Regions from separate parts of the Mus musculus genome. Here regions 2 and 3 are each linked to region 1. A link is a contact called in public Hi-C data. All regions are on one chromosome and are shown on one strand. Each heading gives the region's core, a stretch centred on a gene start, on an enhancer-like site or on the middle of the called end of the contact. The rest is flanking DNA. Distances are from core to core; before and after follow the strand shown.

Evidence for each region. A called contact is a pair of places that touch in the nucleus more often than the background predicts.
Region 2: a Hi-C map of the N1E-115 cell line shows a contact between it and region 1, with 5 times the contacts expected there. The contact joins two enhancer-like sites. A contact is called at or near these places in 10 of 484 Hi-C or Micro-C datasets (the N1E-115 cell line, cerebral cortex, cranial neural crest and 5 more), 12 of 115 datasets of contacts at active chromatin or transcription factors (craniofacial prominence, embryonic forebrain, embryonic hindbrain and 6 more) and 1 of 9 other capture datasets (embryonic stem cells).
Region 3: a contact with region 1 is called in a Hi-C map of the N1E-115 cell line, with 4 times the contacts expected there. The contact joins two enhancer-like sites. A contact is called at or near these places in 1 of 15 datasets of contacts at CTCF or cohesin (the NIH/3T3 cell line), 1 of 484 Hi-C or Micro-C datasets (the N1E-115 cell line), 3 of 115 datasets of contacts at active chromatin or transcription factors (craniofacial prominence, forebrain and vascular smooth muscle cells) and 1 of 9 other capture datasets (embryonic stem cells).

What each region holds. Positions count from the first base shown.
Region 1 is chr13:98,389,097-98,393,376 of GRCm38.p6, reverse strand. No RefSeq gene overlaps it. Among named protein-coding and RNA genes, the nearest start is that of Foxd1, 37 kb to the right of the region's middle. Within about 2 kb of position 2,001, at least 50 of the 459 cell types and tissues checked have an H3K27ac peak or open chromatin away from gene starts, as enhancers often do. A contact at or near this core is called in the N1E-115 cell line and nephron progenitors, where this site is marked.
Region 2 is chr13:98,586,716-98,590,995 of GRCm38.p6, reverse strand. No RefSeq gene overlaps it. Among named protein-coding and RNA genes, the nearest start is that of Gm41033, 14 kb to the right of the region's middle. Within about 2 kb of position 2,350, at least 74 of the 459 cell types and tissues checked have an H3K27ac peak or open chromatin away from gene starts, as enhancers often do. A contact at or near this core is called in the N1E-115 cell line and nephron progenitors, where this site is marked.
Region 3 is chr13:98,537,369-98,541,648 of GRCm38.p6, reverse strand. No RefSeq gene overlaps it. Among named protein-coding and RNA genes, the nearest start is that of Gm41032, 3.3 kb to the right of the region's middle. Within about 2 kb of position 2,143, at least 5 of the 459 cell types and tissues checked have an H3K27ac peak or open chromatin away from gene starts, as enhancers often do. A contact at or near this core is called in the N1E-115 cell line, where this site is marked.

The DNA.
Region 1 (4,280 bases), core at 752-3,251:
TGTTTATTGCCCTGTCAGCCTTTCACGACAAAAGACAAAAGTTGCTGTAATACGTGTGTTCCCACACACGCATCCATATGGACAATATCGAGTGTAGGTGCTGATGAAGTAAACGGCTCCCCAGAATTCAGGGTGGCAGCTGCCTGGCTGAAATATGGAGACTCACTCTCCCAGGGAACCTCTGATTAAGTCCACCATGCAGAGCTGAAAGGAATTCTGAGATGTTATCCATACCCAAGGTAACAAAAAAGTCCAGCTCTGACTGGCTCAGGTCTTGTGCTTCTTTGGGCCTTGGGCCTCTTTCTTTTTCTTTTTTTTTTTCCCCCCAGGCCCAGTGGTTTCTGTTGTTTAGCCGAAGAATCTAGCTTTCTCGTGGCCATGCATATTTGGGGGGAGCCATGATTTCCTTTCTCCTCGGCACATCTATTTATAACTTCGTTTTGAGGCCGTTCTTAACCGTGCATGTTTTACCAACGCCAGTTCTAGCTCATCTCCTCGGAATCACGCTGACACCAGCTCAAATGTGTTGCCAGTTGCTTTCTGATTATTTTTCTGGAAGCGTGCACTCTGAAAAGCGTTTTCTAACTCAGGACCATGCCCCACATCCAAGAAACACACAACTGGAAAATAAAAGCGGGCTAAAGGAACCAACAGAGCCTGCATGTCACTCCACTGGCAGGGACCCAGGGTTCTACTCGTGAGCAGTTGTTCCCCTGATTGTGGGTCTACTGTGGGTGTGTCACATGAATTGTGTGCCCCCCCCCGACTGTTGCCTTGCCACATGAACGCTGCCGCCACACAGTTTGATCAGTGCCACCTGCAACTCTCACGCAGTTCACCAGCACCAAGGCCACTGGAAAGTAAACCCAAACAGGATGGCTAGCTGCCACAGATGCTTTGAGAAACAGCACTGGGGGCACGCCCAAACCACCCCCTCTCAAACACGGTGCCACGCTGCCAGAAGCCAGGGAGGAAAGATGGGGCTGGCCAGGAATCTCAAAGTGAACCCTGGGGTGGAGTGGGGCTCACTGGAGTAAGGAGGCAAGGTGACCACGATTGGCTCAAGAATAGCAGTTATCTCAGAAATTAGCCATTCCTGGTTCCCAAACAATGGAGACATCTTCAGGATGAAGGCCCTGGAAAGGAATCGGAAGAGCCCTATCCAACCCACACAGATTGACCCAACCTCTGTTCTAGTGAAAAGCTGAACTGCCTAAATGTTATTAACGTTTGAATAATGGGATACAGACGGAAACCGCTTAGCAAGAGGACTGAAGGCCCATTTATAATCCCCCATGCCCTGGGTTTCTGGAGGAGGCAGTGGAGGAGGCAGAGGGGCAGGGGTTGCTGCGGTTAAGTCTTGAGTTCAGGCTGATCCCACCTTCTCACTGGGAAAGAAAATCTAGAAAAATTCCTTCACAGCGGTTACTGGGCACTGATAGGAGGCAGAGCAATGGGAATTTGCCCTATTAGAAAGCAGCCCATGCTATTATACAGAGGAGCTGTTGCAAAGGCAAGCTACAGACAGCCTGGGTATTTTTCATACCGGGACTAGTGTGCTCTGGACAAACACAAATAGCTCCCAGCCTGCAAAGGGGTATAAACCTTCCAACCATGAATGAGTTCCCTGCCACCACCACCGACCCCCTCCTAAGGGTGCCTGGCCCTGCCAAGAAATCATTTACAAATAAAGAGCTCTCAGAAATGTGCCCTACCTTCGGCCAAAGAGAAGAACCTCTTTTCCAATAAATATTTGGCCAGGAAAGGGGGAGAGAGGCCAAGAGTCACAGAGGGAGGGGAGCAGCGGCCTGGGTTTGTTTGCATTGCCCGGCCAGAGCGGGAGCAGCCGGGCGCAGCTGACCACGGGTACAGATAGGTTAATTTCCACATGGAGCTGCAGAAACCCTATCCGCGGGTTGCGAAGCGTGGGTCAGCCAAGGCATGTTAATCTGTTTAGCATGTGCGCCGCACGGAGGAGCCAGACCACCGGGGCGCAGGAGGCGCGGCCGCAGCCGCAACCGCAGCCGCAGCCGCGCTCCTCCGGGGGAGTTAATAAAGAGCTTAAGGCAAGTAAATGTATCGAGCTTGCGCGCGGCTCCGGGCCGGCGGCCTCGGGGAGGGCGAGGCTGCCTGCGGCCGGCCATCGCGTCCCGCAGCCCTAGGAACCGCTCTCAGCGAGCCCGGCGCCCGAGCCTCCCGGGCGCCCGCGGGCCGGACTCCCATCGAGCGGGCCGGGTCGGGAAGCGCCGCGGTGGGGAGGAGGGGGAGCGAGGGCCTAGCCATCTCGAACATTTTTAACTAATCAAAATATTTGCTGATGAGTATTTATTTTTACAAGAAGTCGGTTTGGCTGGAGACCTTCCGAGCAACAATATGGGCTGCCGTATTAGGTTTGTGCCCCAGCCAAGTGCGGTTGGGCTTATTGAATCTGTGCGCACAGAGATCACTCGCTCCGGAGATGTTTCTGTGTTTTGGGGAAGGCGTTTTTTTTCCCAAGACCATCTTTCTGCAGATGTCCCTTAGAACACAACCACATGTCCCCCAAAGCACGGGGTACTTCTTGTATTATGTTTAGGCTGAATGAAAAGATCGCACGCCCTTTCCTGTCCAAGTCAACAAAAGAGAGGAAGAAGAGAAAAAAATCTGTCTTAAGAAAGAAGGCCAGAGCTAAGAGGTCCCAGTATAAGCACTATCAGCACAGGATTAATCCAGGCCAACACCCCACACACACTCCGTGGTCCTGCTAAGCTTTTCCTTCCTCTTGCCTCTCCTCTCTCAAAACTCACCCAAGAAAGCCTCATTTCAGCTTTCCTCCAGTAAAGCTGTTGAGTTTGGTCCAAAAGCGATTAAACAGCTGTTGCATTGAGTCATTGCAAAGCCACTGGCCACTGTCTAGGAAAAACCGAGAAAGCTTAAGTCAAAGTGAGGTCTGACAATGGGCAACTGAGGGTTCAGAGTAAACAGTCTTGATCTATAAAGACGCCTGGGAAACACTAGGCCATCACTCCGTACCGGTTAATAACAGAAGTGGGTGACGCTACCCTGGCTGCTGTTGGTCACATGAAGAAAATGGTATTTCTGTAAATTCAATCCTGGGCCCCAACTACCTGGTGAGTTGTCTTCTGACCCCACAAGTGCACTGAAACACACACACACAGAGAGAGAGAGAGAGAGAGAGAGAGAGAGAGAGAGAGAGAGAAAGAGAGAGAGAGGGAGGGAGGAGGGGGCTGCTACTAGGGGGTGGGGTAGTCCCTCACCCGACACCCTCAGCTATGTCTACTAAAGTAAGCTTTTCAATGGTGCAGTCTTGGGGAAAAAAAGAGGTTGGTTGGGCCAGGCACTCGTGGTGAGGAGACCACCACCAGGAAGTGGCTGCAGGAAATATAAATGAGCCAGTATTGGAATTGTCCAGTCATCTGATCAAGGAGCAAGCAAACCTACCCATCCAGAAAAGACTTCCCAAATGCAGGCTAAAGTAGGCTTCAGATACACAGGAAAACACACATCTGTAGCTGTGGGATTCCTAAGCTAAGGATCACAGGGAGATGTCCTGTGGTAGCTTCCAAAAGCAAGCAGAGTTGAGGAGGTGGTAAATGAACAGTGAGAAACTGTGACTCACTTCACTCTGTCAGAGGTGTGTTTATGCAGTTTGGGGGCCACAAGTGAAGACATCTGAACTAACACCGCTCCCTCCCCCACGGGATAGACCCTTGAACTGCCTGGTTTATGATCATCTTGATTGTGGTGACTTCATGACAGTTGCCACCGGTCTGGTGTTGGTTCATATAAGCCTCCCAACTCATAGCTAAATTGTCATGACTTATCAAAGCATGAAGGGAGTTTGTGGTGTCCTTCACTCAGGGAGATCATGACCTTGGGTCTAAAACAGAAAAGGAGAGACCTAGTGGAAATATCTGCACTTCTATTATTCTGAAAATGGTTGGCAGAGATGAGGGAACTGGGGAGAGTAAAAACTTTCAGAGCAGCCCAAAAATCATAACTGTGGAATTTAATATCTTTGGAGTCAACCAAGTGAATAGTTTTGATATTTCAAACCTAGATTTCCATGAGTCAGCAACATCTGGTCCTGTCACTCAAAAAAACGACATCAGTAGTGTCTGGTGTCCAGAGGACCTGTGCAAATGTCTGCTTGGAGAGTGGCATCTTTGCAGACAGGGCCCAAGGATCCATCTCCTGGGAAAGCATCTTAGGTGATGTATGTGTTTATAACACAACAGCATAGGCTGGGTCAGGTAAACTGCAGGGGCTTGCTTCTACCT
Region 2 (4,280 bases), core at 1,101-3,600, 200 kb before region 1:
GGTCCAGCTGGAGAATCAGAGAATCTTTTTCCAGCTCAAGACCCTGGGGAGGTAAATCATGAAAGTGTGATAAATCAGGACCCCAGAAGTGGCTGCTCTGGGATTCCCTGGGGGGCTCTTAGTAACCTCCTCAACACATTGCATGGATGGGGGAGGCAATGGGATTGTGGAGGATAGAAAGGAAAGCACCAGGGGCTGGAGAGGTGGCTCAGCGGTTAAGAGCACTGGCTGCTCTTCCAGAGGTCCTGAGTTCAATTCCCAGCAACCACATGGTGGCTCAGGACCATCTGTAATGAGATCTGATGCCCTCTTCTGGTGTGTCTGAAGACAGCTACAGTGTACTCATAAAGAAATAATTCTAAAAACGGAAAGAAAGAAAGAGAGAGAGAGAGAGAGAGAGAGAGAGAGAGAGAGAGAGAGAGAGAGAGAGAGAGAGAGAGAGAAGCATCCCCTGTTAGGCATCAAAATGAACAAGTGATCAGAGCCCCACCTTTTCTCACAAGCCCAACAACCTCCTTACAGAGCTTCCTGGACAACAGGAAGTTGTTCATGGCTCGTCCACCCAATGCTGTTGCTGATCATTCCCTCTTTTCCACGAAGAGCACAACACATCTAAGCCTGCAGTCTTTGCAGCAGAACTGCCTGGCATCAATTAGCACCAACTTCTGGCGAATGGCAATCCTTAAACAAGCATGGAGATGTTCGCAGTGTGAGTATTTAACACGATCTATAAATGAGCACCCATGACTTGGCCCCACAAGGCAACCAGACTCAGGCAAATTGTGACCCTGTGACCCAGGGATAAGCCCGTGACCAGAATCAAGTCCAAGGGTCCAACTCCCCTCATCTTCATCAAGCTTTTCAGCCAACCACACAAAAACAGATTTCCCAGGGCTGACAACAGACGGATTAAGCCCAACTGCTCTTGTTCTAAGATGTCTTCAAAAACAAACAAACAAACAAACAAACAAACAAACAAACCAACCAAAGCCCACAACTTCCCTGTTCACAGTGGGGGAGAAGCTGTGGGTGTGGAAGCAGAGGGGGTGGGTAATTTATTCAGGAGCTGGGAAGCTGAGAAACAGATTTGAAGACAAATAACTTCAAAGCCCTCAAGAGAACGTCCATAAAACATAAGCCAGCCAGCCAGCCAGCGAGTGAGTCAAGCCCACTTGGAGTTTCTAGGGAGGAACGTTTACCAGCACCACGAATAATTTTTCATCTGTCACGAGATCCTGAACCAGCAGAAACCTGGATGACCACAGGGAAATGAGTCTCCATCTGCTCTTGGTTTCCCAAGCCATATTCGTCAGGGGCGCAGCAAAAGTCAGGAAGCCTACCCTCTTCAAGCACATTCGATTTTCACCTTGTTTGACAAACGGAGGATAGTATATTTTTTTGGCAGCTGAAATCCAGAAAGGCCACGCACCCACACTCGACCAGATGCGGAAGTCCTTTATAGGCAGTAACCTGAAACACATTCTTGTGCCTGGCCCTGCCAAAGGGCAGCCAGGCTGGTTCACCTGGGACGAAACTATGCCCTTGTCCATCTCCTAACTCCATACTGTAGATCCGCTGTCCTTCCACCGTAATCACGTGACTGCCCAGAAAGCCAGCCAGGTCCTTGGTCAACTGCCTTAGATGGCCAGCTCTGGAGGACCTTTCTCCTGTCAGAGCCCACAGGGTCTCCGTACCTCGGCGTCACCCAATCGACAGTTTTTCTGCTCGGTGCCCCCCCGGCCCCTGCCCCCCCTGCACTAACTCAAGTGTCTCCCATCGGGTCTGCGGCGGCGGCAGCGCTGGTCCTAAGTGACCGAGAGACCCACGCGGTTTTCCCTGAATGGCCACGAGGGGGCAGGAAAGAGGCTCGAGGCCGCAGGTCAACCCAGCTCCTGGTGGCGCAGAGGCGCGGAGCAGGGACAGAGCTGGCAGCCAGGAGGCGGCGGGGGCCCCCAGGAGTCCCGGGAGGACAGTGAAGAGACGCAGCTGGGTCCGCACCGACGCCGCCGCTCTGCGACTGGTCCGAATCCCTGGGTTCTGCTGGCGCGGCGACTCGAAACCGGGAGTCCTGCAAGTGGTCGCCAGGGAGCTCCTGGCTCTCTGAGCCGGGAGGTCCCTTCATCCCTCACACGGACATTTCATCCTGGGAAGAAAGGTGTCCATTTCTTCCCGCCTTCCCTTCTGCCTCTGAAACCTCCCTGCCCCGAAACTGGAGACCACTGTTACCCTTCCACCCGCCACCCCAACCCCACTATATATTTGCATACGCGGAGTGCAGAGTTGCTGAAATTAGCCCATTAGACTTTTGTGACTCAGGAGCCAGCTTTTGATATATGATTCACATTGGCTCCCTCAGCTACCAGTTTCCACAGGTTTCTGTCACCTCGCCCCAAGAAGATACCGTTCAACCGGTTCTCCTCTCTTTGCCAAGCTTTGTCCCTTTTTCTTCTCCCGGATTCGAATGCGTTCTGAATCCTTGGAACTGGAGCTAAACAATGGTTCTGGCTCAGCAGGGTCAACATAGATTTAAAAACAGACTGATCAAAGTTCAGTGGGATATTTGTGTGCTTTTGAGCGGACATTTAATTCTTTGATTAAAAATATTTTCCAGTTTTCTCTTTTAAGGAAAAAGAAAACTCTTGGCTTTAAAAATATTTGCAGTGCTTTGTTTCCTTGGTGATAATTATTTTGGAATATCTAATAAGATATATAAAAATGATAATGTAAAATTTTATTGTTTTTTTCAAAACAGACCTGGCTCAAAGAGACTAGGGAACTATTCTGATGCTAATAAGCAATCGAGTAAGAATATGATTTTAAAAGCCTTAACAGCAAAACCAAAGAAAGCCTGCTTTCCTCCTCTGGGCCTAGCTATCTGATGTTGTGTCTCAGTGGAAGGGAGCAGGTGGGCCCCTCCCAGAGCTCGGCTTGTCTGGGGCTACAGCCCCCCGCCCCCCCCCCCAGCCGGCCTCGGCTTCAGGCTCCACTCTCTCCCACCCCTTCCAGGAGGAAGCTAGTCCAACCTGACAGAGAGCAATGATCTCAGTGTACCAGCATGCAAACGAGGGACAGCGAGGCTCCTTCATGACACTGTGGCCCAGGGCTCCTAATATCTGCGCCAGTGGTTTGCTCCTTTTATGTCAGGATCTTCGGTTACTCAGTGTCTAGTTCTCCAGCAGGGCAGTGGCCCAGGCGGTCGGATTTTCCACTCGCTCTTCTGCTGGCTTTCTACCTCCACCCCTTGGAAATTCGGGCGATTTGCTTGCATCTCCAGCAGAGGGTAGGCAGGAGAAAGAAAAAAAGCTGCGGTTCTGAGTTGACTGTTCCAGGGTTGGTGGGAAAAGAGCCGCGCTGTTGGCTAAAATGAGATTTGGGGATTATCAGTGGATTTAATCTGGTCTCACATTTACCATCTCTGCAAATAATTAGAGATTACTAGTCACATTCAGAAGTTGCATTAACCTCAAAGAATTCACAGAAAATCTAAATAGGCTTAAATCCCATCCCGGGATCCAGAATGTGAAGTGCAAGCTACCGTTCCAGATAATTAACATTTTAGGCTCTCCCCTCCCACGGGGGCGGAGCTACAACGACACCTAGGTGTGTGAATAGACTTGAAATACAGTATGAAGGAGAGAATAGCCCAATAGGAAGAGGACCAGCCGTGCAACACTGCTTCCTTCTCTAGTCTCCAAGAGACTATTCTGATTCGGGAGGTGTTGAGAAGAGCTTTGTTTTTAGCATGTGTTGGAGGCCACCAGGCAGCGGTTGATTCGCAGGGCAATACCCACTCTGCTCCTGAAGATCATACTGGACATAGAGGCCTCCTGTGGGGACAGGGAAGGGGATTACAGAGAACTTTAGTCCAGAGCCCTGGTGAGAGAGCACCCTTACATTGGCAGTCAAGTGAGAATGCTGTTGGTCCTACAAAGTTCGTGAGAACTGAATGTGCTGGTGTCGCTGTGGTGGTTAACGTTTTCGGAGACGTTTCATAACCGTTCTTTGCTTGATCTCCATGGTAACTATGAGGTAGGAGAGGAGCTCTGACGAGGAAAGACCCAAAAACTAAGAATAGAGCAGAATTGGAATCTCAGCCTTCACCTGGCATCCGATTTTATAATACTCTAGCTTCTTATTTGGCTACATTTTCATCCTTGCTGTATGTGTTTTTTTTTGTTTTTTGTTTTTTTAAATGGCCACTACACTAAAATGAACTCACTTCTATTTGCTTAATTACATCGATTCTACTCCCGAGACAGACATCAGGGCTACATAAACAT
Region 3 (4,280 bases), core at 894-3,393, 150 kb before region 1:
GCCAACTCAAGACGAGCTTTTGTAATATTTTTTATGGTTGAGGACTGTCTCACACGTAAATATATGTCATTCCGCACGCAGCGGTCTAGGCTGCTCCTTCTCAGTAAAACAACCCATCTTGCTATAGGAAATTATTAAAAGCGCTTTTCGTTTACGCCTGTGTTTTTTTTTTTTTTTCCTTTTTGGAGTTTAACCTCTCTGAAGAAAAGTACTGTCCAATTTAACTCCAATACGGCCACTTTAAAGAGCGTTTCCCGAGATGCAGAGGCTCAATGGAAGTTCCTTTTGCTTAGGCTTATTATGACTTTATAGGTCCAAATACATATCTTTTGATGCTTTAATTAAGGCTTGTGGGTAAATTATGAAAGAAAGAAAACATTTTAATCAGCTTATAAGGAACGAGACCCATGACGTTCCCAATTGAAGCCACAGCACACTGCCCTGTAGGACATCCGACTGTGTCTTTTCATTGGTCTATCCCAGGATTCGAACAGCAGACTTGAAAGTGACAGGGCTAGGTATCAAACGGTTGCTCGGGCTGTTTCTTCAGTCACGGCGCCTACCCAGGAGATTTTCTTGGGGGTGCGGCTGACCTTTTAAACCAGAGATGGGCAAGGAAACATCCTGGTGTCTTGGCCACAGAAAGGGGTTCATCCTAAGCAGATGGGAGCAGGGTAAAGAAAACAGAGTAAGTGCTCTGTGACTGGTTTTGTTTGCTATCGCTGATTGAGTTTGCTCTTGGCACTACAGGGCTACCTGTCCCCACAGTGAAGTTTTCTAGAAAGAACCTCCTAATGCTCCCTGGGACAGTACTCCCAGGACAGTGCTCCCTAGGACAATGCTCCCCAGGACAGTGCTCCCAAGGACAGTGCTCCCAAGGACAGTGCTCCCAGGACAGTGCTCCCGAGGACAGTGCTCCCTAGGACAGTGCTCCCGAGGGCAGTGCTCCCGAGGACAGTGCTCCCTAGGACAGTGCTCCCTAGGACAGTGCTCCCTAGGACAGTACTCCCAGGACAGTGCTCCCTAGGACAGTGCTCCCCAGGACAGTGCTCTCTCTCTCTCTCTAGGACAGCCACAGTCTCACGGCCTAGTCTTCCAAGTGCCCTACTCTTCCAGTCTCATGTTCATTTTCAAGGCATTGGCTCTTGCCCTAATCTCACTGTTCCCCACATTTGTTCTCTGTTTGGAAGCCAGGTCTGAGACTGGCACACAGCCTCTGTGGATCCAGACCCTGCCACCAGCTGATGATGGAGGAGGACACCCTGTGTGACACCCCTTGTCCTACTGTAGCCTTCTGCACTCTCTTCTGTGAGGCAGATGTGTCACATGCCTCATAGAATTTATGTTTGTACAGACTCAATGCTGTTCGTACAGTAGAGCTAGTCTCACCTGAGACGACCTTAAATGAACAACCTCTATCCTCTCCTAACCCTGGAGAATTGGGATTGCTGAGATCTGGGCTCTGGGTCCCTATTCTAACAGCTTCTCCAGGTGACTCTGACACAGCATGAGAAGCGCTGCCTAGTGTATGTGACAGGTAGGGAAGGGAGACTGTCTTTGCACAAGCAGGAAATCAGCATGTTCATTGTAGGTGATGGAGCAGGGCTGAGGGAACATCAGAATTCACCCAGATCTTACTTACACCTTGATGTTACACATTTTAAACTAAAATATTAACTTCAAGCAGTGTTACCGACACAATTGTGTCCCTGAGCACATGTCATTTGAGACAAGCAAGTACCCCACAAGGGTCCAAGGTTCTGTCAGTCCCTGGGGCTAGAACATGTCAGGTTCTGAAGTAAGCAGCAAGGATTATGGGATGCGCTTCGCCAGCTGAGAGCAAAGGATCTGTCCATTTCTTGCACAGAATCTGACTTCCCATATAAACATGTTACTAAAACTAGCCTGTTCTGTCCATTGGCAGCTGGTGTGGTGGCTTCTTTGCCCCGTTAGGTGATACACCCCCAATTAGATAAACTGCGGCTTATTGCTATTAATGCCTTTTGAAGTTAGGGTGAAGTTAAAATTGTAGGCTAGCCAGTAAGTCTAACAAGGCATTTTAATAACTTCCCAAAGTGGAACAGACACATGCAAGCCGGCCAGGTTTGCCTCTGTGTCCAGTGGACTTCTGGAATCTCTGGTTACGCAATGTTGGGAAACATCCTCATTTGGATAATGTGTTACACGTGGTTAAGACGGGCTTTTGCTGCTGTTAAGATAGCTTTCCTTGCAATCTTAGCATTCTTTCTCTTAAGCAGACAGCAGGGCGGCTTTATCCTGAGTTACACATGTAGGGTTTACAAAGCAAAATGTGGCACATGAGATATTTGATTGCATCTCTTGTTTCTTTATGCATTGTATTTTAAAAGAGACAAAGACAGTTACATCACAGTTTTTTTGGGGGGCCACTCAACAAAATCTTTGTTGCTCCTCAGAGCTGTCCAAAGTCACTTTATGGATAAAAGTCTAAGATGATGTCCCTTATGCCCGTCCTTTGACCTTGATGGTCACAGCCTGCTGCACCAAGTATCTCCCAACCCCGTTGTTTATAGTTTATGTGGACATCAAAACCTCCAAGAAGATTCCAAGAGCCTCTTGTTCAGGATAGAGTCTTCTGGAGCAGGAGTTCTGTTTATCCTGCTTCAATGAGTTGCAGACTGGAATTTCCCCAGAGCCATCATCTCCCATGCTCCGAGGAAGGATGCCAAGCATCGAGCACTGGGCAATGGCGAAGAGCTCGAGGCCACTTTGCCTCAACTTGGTGCTTGTCCATCACTGGTCCCTGGAAACAATCTGGCTTTTCTTTCTGCAGCCAAGGCTTGGCACTCAAGTGCAGCTTTGCCCAGCTTCTCTTCTGTCGGGTCTACTCCCAGAAAGCAGTTGCTCATTTAGATGAACTGCTCCTGGCATGTGCTCATGTGTAACTAACAAAGGGATTCTTCTGGGGTTGTGGGGGTAGGGCAGCAGGGCAGAGAGAATATGTTCCTGCAGGAGAAGCCATTTATCTAAGCTGGCATCTGCAGCTGGCCTTATCTAGTGCAGGCTGTACTGGCTGATACACACCAGTGAGCCCAGCCCTGGGGAAGCTAAGGCAGGGGGACTAGTAGTTCCTGGTCAGCCTGGGCTACACTGGGACATCCTGTGTCAATGCAAACAATTAATAATAAAACTCAGGTTACCTCGAGGACCCAGTCACTGCTTTGAGTAGCAAACTATTTGAAGAGCAGAGACCTTGGAGACAGTCTGGCAAGAACAGAGGATTCTGGGAGAAATGGAACTACACAAACCAAATTACCTCTGATGAAGGAAACCTTTTCCTACCTCGGATTCTCTTTTGACCCTAGAACTAGCCGTAGCCTTCCCCTGCAGCATGCCCGGCCTGGAGACCCACACTGTACTGTCGGTGAGCTTCTCTCTCTGTCAGAGCTAAATCTGCCAGGGGCTATGCAAGTGTGGAGGTTAAATAGGTCCAAGCACATCAGGAAGGAGAAATTCAGTCCCCCAGGCTCCAAGTGGCTCACCTGATATGGCCTAGTCTCTCAGCAGCTTGCTGAGCTTGGATTTTTTTTTCCTTTTTTTTTTTTTTTTTTTGCAAGGTGGAATTTAATAACAGTATAACAAAAAATAAGAGGATTGTGAGGAAAGAGAAGAACTAGAACGCAGAGGCTTAGCTGACACCGATACCTGGAACTGGACTTTGCCAGGAAAACTAGCCCAAGCGTGATTGTGTTTTATTCCTTACTTCCTACTTGCAGTAGGATCGAATGGATTGCTTAAATATCATTCTTTCTTTCTTATCAGAAAATACTATTAACCTAAGAAGGCCACATGCTGTTGTTAGTGTTCAGGACAGACTTTTCTCACATGGTCAGCCCGTAAGAGGATGTTGCCTGTAGTTTCTCCAGTGTCTGTTCCCACTATCTGCCTTGTCAGAGGAAGTGATCTCTGCCCATTCCCAGACTCTTCTACCCTTAAGAGCAACCATGCCATCCAGTTCCGACCAAAGATGTGTTAGTTCTGACTGTGGAGTGGAGCCTCATGCAGACAGGCAGACTCAGGTAAGGTGGGCAATTTGTACATTTTTTTAAAATCTGTCTTTTTCTTGGAGTGTAGGTATGACAGCTAGAAGAATAACTACCTTAAGTCCCCGAGGAGGCCAGTTGTAGTGGTGCCTTTAATTGCCTTTAATCCCAGTATTCAGAAGGCAGAGGTATACTGATTTCTATGAGTAAGAGGCCAGCCTGGTCTACAGAACAAGTTCTAGGACACCCACATCTGCA